Linked DNA regions of Triticum aestivum: region 2 is linked to region 1. The links are chromatin contacts, called in public Hi-C maps. All regions are on one chromosome and are shown on one strand. Each heading gives the region's core, a stretch centred on a gene start, on an enhancer-like site or on the middle of the called end of the contact. The rest is flanking DNA. Distances are from core to core; before and after follow the strand shown. Region 1 holds the start of LOC123068870 (putative transcription factor bHLH107). Region 2 has its middle 120 kb from the start of LOC123064968.

Region 1 (3,196 bases), core at 490-2,989:
ATCACGAACATTTTTGAATCCACAAACAATTTTGGAATTCACAAACATTTTATGATATTTCAAACATTTTTTTTCAAAATTTGCATTTAATAAAAGGAAGTTTTTTGAAATCTCAAATTATTTTAAAGAGTAAAAAAAGAAAATAGAAGGGGGCGTCCCACCCGGCACATGGGTTAGCCAAAAAACGTGTGCAGGGTAAGTGGGATGTGTGTGTTCCTTCCTATCCAACGCGTAGGTCGCTGAATAGGAGCTCCCATATGTAAGCTACTTGGGAGGAGGCTGAAACCGGCGCCGGGCTTTTCTCTCCCACCTCCGTCTCTCTTCTCCGATCCCCTTCATGCTACCCCTGCATCTCGAATTAGCTACCTCAAACTCTGTAATCTTGTTATGTTGATTGATTAGCAAGTGGGACGCTAACACGAACGGTAATTAAAATTCATATATTATACGACCAGACACCACTCCCTGAACAAGACCAGTACCTAATTGAATTGCAGCTGATCAATTATCAATGTTGCATGAGCAGTAAAACTAGTTATACACCAACCTAAACTGGAAACAAGCGGTTGTCCAAAAGAACAGCTACAAAAGGGTTTTGCAAAGTGATAAAAGTGCAATCTCTTTGATCACTTTGGCAAATTGTAATCTTCATGGCCTTTGTTCTATAAAAAGAAAAAATCGAAGTGCAATGGCAGTTGAGGTGGCTGGTTCCCATGATCATTTCATCAAATTTTCATTCAAAAAGAAAAGGCGACTCTAGCCTATCCAGAAGGGGCGCAGGACGTCAGAAGATACATCAGATCCTCTCTTTGAAACCATGGAGGTCAGGCGTACAAGTTGGACTAGATGCACATAAAGATTTCACGCGAGTTCTGACACAGTTATTATCGTGTTAAGCAAACAGAGTGGTGTTGCCTCTAGCGACTTATTAGCAGCGGTCTCCAGTGAGTCCGATCCCTGAAACAGAACACTCTCGGTCAGCTGTGCGTGTGGGCACTCCAAGTTCACAACCAAAATCTATTGTCGAGTGATTATGGCAAAGGAGAGCCCGTTCTGGTGTCTACCCTGTTCGTCTGTTCACAAGTCAAAGGGAAAACTGTTTCATTTGCTGACTTTCACATCACATGTTCTGATCACAGGCAGCCGAGAGATGGCATCGATCGGAAAAATTATCAAGTTTGAGCTGAACAGTGTGAATGAAGTTGCTGGTCAGATGTGGAAGGAGCGGGAGCGCGGCGTGGTTGCAAGAGGCCAAGCCTGACACTGCTCCTCATAATGACTTCCCTTAACCAACAGCAGGCGTCGTGATTATACTCTAGTCAACGAATCTTGTGAGCAGGCAGTGGTCACTCGTGCCGGTTTCAGGTTTTGGTTCCAGAAATGTTTGCAGCGCCACTTTTTTTCGATTTATTTTAAAGTTTATCTATGTGTACCTTCTGAAAGTGCTGAAACATTTTGGCACCTACTGAAATAACCGAAACTTGCCAAATTTTCGCTGAAATTTCACTGAAAACCAGAACCATCCCATCATGTCTTATTGGCTGCTGTGCATAGATACTACACTACAGTGCAATCAATACTTACATTCATAAGGGTTTGGCATGACATGATTCTTTCCACATGTATATCCGACTCATGGCACACTCATACACGCCACCTCACCCATTGGCGGAGTCCATGCCAATCCAAACAGCGAAATTTCCCCTTATTATCCCCATGCATAGTGGGGTACTAACCACATGTGAGAAAGGAGATGCGTATGTAGGGCGGTCATCTCCCGCAGACAAGCTCATCATCTGCCTCCTACCGTCCTATATCCATCATATATATGAAGAGAATGAGGTGACAAGACGCCGCCGCACTAATTATTGTGAGCCTCCTATCCATCTCACTCCCACTTCTCCTTCCTTCTGGTTCATCACCAGAAATTCACATTCGTCCTTGTTCTTGCACTGTCCTAGAGCTGGATGGCAGCTCCATGCCAATCCCCGCAAGGAGGGAATGAGCTGATGGCATACGATGCATGTTATCCTACGGTGAGCGGAGGCCCGGCTCTGCTGCCCCGGCAGGCCAGCTCGGCGCCACCGGCTGGGCCGCCGGAGCTGTCGACGACGTCCTCGTCGACGACGGGGTCGGGAAGGACCGCGACGGAGGCAAGGGCCCTGAAGGTCCACAGCGAGGCCGAGCGCCGGCGTCGGGTGAGGATCAACGCTCATCTCACGGCGCTCAGGAGGATGATCCCTGATACCAAGCAGGTTTGGGCCAACAATATCTTAGCCATTTCACCATTTCAGTGCTGTGAAGCATAAACCAAACAAAGCTCAGCTGCACATAATTATTGTCGTTAGCTGATCATCTTTTCTGGTAGCACAAACTAACTTTGCATTAAGAAGTCTCCCTGCAAACAATTCTGATTGACCTTTATGTCAGCATCATATATACATGAGCTTTATGAAGAACATTGAAAACTCGCGCAAGTGTTCACATTTCATCAGACTTTTCACCCTGCAATTCTATCTAGAGATATAAGACAAAGTAGGGCACTGCGGCGGTACACTGCTATTATGTGACTTGTCAGGAAAATGTCTCTTGTCTTCCTTTGTGCAGATGGACAAGGCCGCCTTGCTAGCCAGGGTGGTGGACCAAGTGAAGCACCTGAAGAGGAGAGCAGGCGAGGCCGCACAGCAAACGCCGGCTGTCCCACCGGAGACCGACGAGGTCTCCATTGAATTCTGCGCCGGAGACAATGACTCCAGACTGTACATGAAAGCCTCGGTCAGCTGCGACGACCGCCCGGACCTCGTCGCCGGGCTCATCCAGGCGCTCCATGGCCTCAGGCTGAGGACGGTGAGAGCGGAGGTGACCTCCCTAGGAGGAAGGGTGCAGCATGTCTTCACACTGTGCAAGGAGGAGGACGAGGAAGGCAGCGCAGCAGCAGGCCTTGCTGGACTCACGTCTCTGAAGGAGGCTGCGAGGTTGGCTCTGGCCAGGGTTGCTTCACCAGAGCTGGTATGTGGTGGTACTGGTAGCCCGTTCCAGTTCCAGAGCAAGAGGCAGAGGATTCTCGAGTCGCATTATTCAATCATGTCCATATAGATGAGTACTTCTGGAGTAAGTATATTTTTGTGTCAGATTTGAGGTTGGAACTGCTGTTAGTGCTGTAAGATAAGAAAGATAGATGCAGTCACTCCAGGAT
Region 2 (3,196 bases), core at 501-3,000, 530 kb after region 1:
CAGTTTGTACAGGAATGCATAAGGGAACTGGGCCGGCCCAAATCGCGGCAGGGGGTTGTGCGCTGCAGGCGCCCGTTAGCAAAATGCCCTATAACGGGCGCCTGCAGCGCCAAATAGGGTTTGCCTATCTCGCATTAAGCGAGGGCCGCTCCTATTGGCAAACCCTAAACAGCGCCCGTAGCGCCCGTTATAGCGTTAATGGTACAGGGCGCACACCCCTCCTCCGCGATGGGCCAGCCCATGTTTTATTTTTTTTCTTTTGTAAAATGATGCAAAAAGACAACGTGCTGAGAAGGATTCGATCCTGCGACGCGGGCTCACAGCGCAGCACTCGCTTGCCACCCGTGCTAGCTGAGTTCTGTGATTACACAGAGCTTCTTCGTTCTTTTATTCTTCCATTCTTTCTTTTCCGTTTCTTTTTTCTTTTTCTTTTCATTTCTTTCTTTTTCTTTTTAGTATTCATTTTCTTTTTTAGTCTTCTTTCTTCTTTTTCTTTTTCTAATTCGATATAAAAAGTTCACCGAATTTATGAACATTTTTCAAATTCGATGAACTTTTTTCAAAATTGGCGAACTTTTTCTCAAATTCAATGAACTTTTTTCCAATTCGATGACATTTTATCAAAACCGGTGAACTATTTTCAAATTCAATGAACTTTTTTTTAAATTTGGGTGAACTCTTTTTTGAAGTCGATGAACTTTTTCCAAATTCAATGAACTTTTTTTCAAGTTCGATAAACTTTTTCTCAGGTTTGTGAACCTTTTTCAAAACTAATGAACTTTTTTTGAAGTCAGTGAACTTTTCTAAAATCGATGAACTATTTTCGAATTGGATGAACTATTTTCAATATCCAAAATATGTTCAGATTTTTCGAAATTCGTTTGACTTTTCAGAAAATGTTTTGTTCATGTTTTCCAAATTTTGTTCATGTTTTCTAATTTTGTTCACGTTTCAAAAATAGTTCTGAATTCCAATTTTTTCTTAACCGTATTGAAGAAAAATGTTCACCATACATTGAAAGAATGTTCAGTGTGTATAAAATAATGTTCATCATGTATAGAAATTTTGTTCAGCATGCATTCAAAAGGAGTTCATCGTATTTAAAAAAAGTTCTACGTGTATTTGAATATTGTTCACCATACATTGAAAAAAATGTTCAGTGTGTATAAAAAATGTTCATCATGCAGAGAAATTTTGTAGCATGTATTCAAAAAAAGTTCAGCATATTTTGAAAAAATGTTTTGTGTTTCTTTGAATAATGTTCATCGTGCAGGGAAATTTTGTAGCATGTATTCAAAAAAAGTTCAGCATATTTTGAAAAAATGTTCTGTGTTTCTTTGAATAATGTTCACCCTATACTAAGAAAATGTTCAATGTGTATTCAGAACTATTTTTGAATATGCGGATTTTTTTTTGCATGCTCGAGAACTCCATCCGTAATATTTGAACATATTTTCAATAATTGAAATGTATAAATGCCACAGTGTATTGTGCAATAAATAGCGCGTCTATTTTCTGTTTATTAAAACTTTTGCGGTGTGAATATACGCTAGCAGTTAGCTAGTGCAGTGGCTAGCCTCACCGTGTAGAAGCGGGTGGGCGCGAGGTCGAATCCCGGTGGGGAGGTATTTTTGGCTGTCATTTTTCGCGTTACTTTTGTTGCGTGATCGTGGGCCGGCCCATCCAACAGCTGTTGCGGGCGCCAGACCCCTTGCGCGGCGCTGAAGGCGCCCTATAGGAGGTCCCGCTCCTATTTGACGCGTAGGTCGCCGAATATCGACCTAGCCTCGCGCGCCTGGTCCTCTGTTTGGGCCGGCCCATTACAGGTTTCTTCCCAACCGGTTTTGGAACGTCATACTGAACAGGGTTTTTCGTTTTTCCTTTTCCCTTCTTTTTTCTTTTATGTTTTTCTTTTATATTTTTTCTTTTTCTTTTACATTTATATAACTTATTTTAATTTATTTTTCGTTTTCCATTTCTCTTTTTTTACTTTGTTATTCCCTTTTTCTTTTGACTTTCATTTTGTGAACATCTTTCAAATTCGAGAAAAACAATTAAGTCCATAATAACTATTGAAATTATAACAAATTGAATTCACAAATATTTTTCAAAATAATAAATATTTTTTAAATTAGCAAACATTTTATAAATCGTTAAAATTATCTGAATTAACAAACATTTTTTGAAATCATGAACACGAATTCACACGCATTTTTTAAAATCATGAATATTTTCCAGTTCACAATTGTTTTTGAAAAATTTACAAACATAATTTAAAATTCTATTGTTTTTAAACGCAAAGTTTTTGAGTCAGCGGAATTTTTTTGAAATTTGGGAACAAAATTTTGAATCAGCAAACATTTTCTGAAGCGATGAACTTTTTTTGTCTTCCCTAAAATTTATGAACACTTGTGGACATTTTTAAAATATTCATGAATAATTTTTCTCAGATTCATGAATGTTTTTTGAAAATTTTAACCTTTTCAAAATCTTGGTCATTATTTGATTTCTGACTATGTTTTTCAAAATCATGAACATTTTTTGAATATGCCACATTTTTTCAATTTCCCAAACATTTTTAAAATCATGAACAGAGTTTTGACTTCACGAACATTTTGTGGTTTCTTGAACATTTTTTCCAAAATTCGCAATTTATTTGTTGTCCCGAATTAATTTAAAGAAGAAATAAATGACATGGAAAAAACTCCAGCGACCAGCCCCACATGAACACGTGGGCGGAGCGTAGTGGCCTGGTCTCGCGTCGGACGCGCTAGTGGCCTGGCCGAGTAGCGTTTCACTTAGTTTTTTCTTTGTTCATTCATTTATTCTGTGTTTCAATCGTTGCCGTTAGTTCATTAATTTTTATTGTTGTTTATATTTATAGGTAGTCTAATTAAATATATTTCAGAAATTAATTTACTTAAATTATCAATAGCGTTCATTACTTAAATTATCAAATGCATTTATTTAAAAATTATTTTCAATATATATATTTCATCCAATTTAAAATTTTCCTGCACTTAAAAAATTTGTTAGTATTCAAAAAAATTCACCGTGTATTCGAAAAATGTATAACGTGTATCCAAATTTTAAACATATATTTTTAAAAAGATGCTCATTACGAATTTGAGAAACAATCAGTTGTGTATGAAAAATGTACATTATGTATTAAAAAATTAACATGCCTTAAAAATCG

Evidence for each region. Hi-C and Micro-C count contacts between places; a contact is called where the count stands out from the background.
Region 2: a Hi-C map of leaf shows a contact between it and region 1, with 5 times the contacts expected there. The contact joins the enhancer-like site here to the promoter of LOC123068870 in region 1. A contact is called at or near these places in 3 of 5 Hi-C or Micro-C datasets (all in leaf).

What each region holds. Positions count from the first base shown.
Region 1 is chr3B:102,006,171-102,009,366 of IWGSC CS RefSeq v2.1, forward strand. LOC123068870 (putative transcription factor bHLH107) reads left to right here and starts at 1,740. Exons shown (of 3, transcript XM_044491546.1): 1 at 1,740-1,870; 2 at 1,962-2,255; 3 at 2,608-3,196. The coding sequence starts at 1,968. The coding sequence ends at 3,096. LOC123068869 reads right to left here. Exons shown (of 2, transcript XM_044491545.1): 2 at 2,969-3,106. The coding sequence ends at 3,075.
Region 2 is chr3B:102,538,466-102,541,661 of IWGSC CS RefSeq v2.1, forward strand. No RefSeq gene overlaps it. Among protein-coding and RNA genes, the nearest start is that of LOC123064968, 120 kb to the right of the region's middle. Within about 2 kb of position 1,751, at least 5 of the 8 cell types and tissues checked have an H3K27ac peak or open chromatin away from gene starts, as enhancers often do. A contact at or near this core is called in leaf, where this site is marked.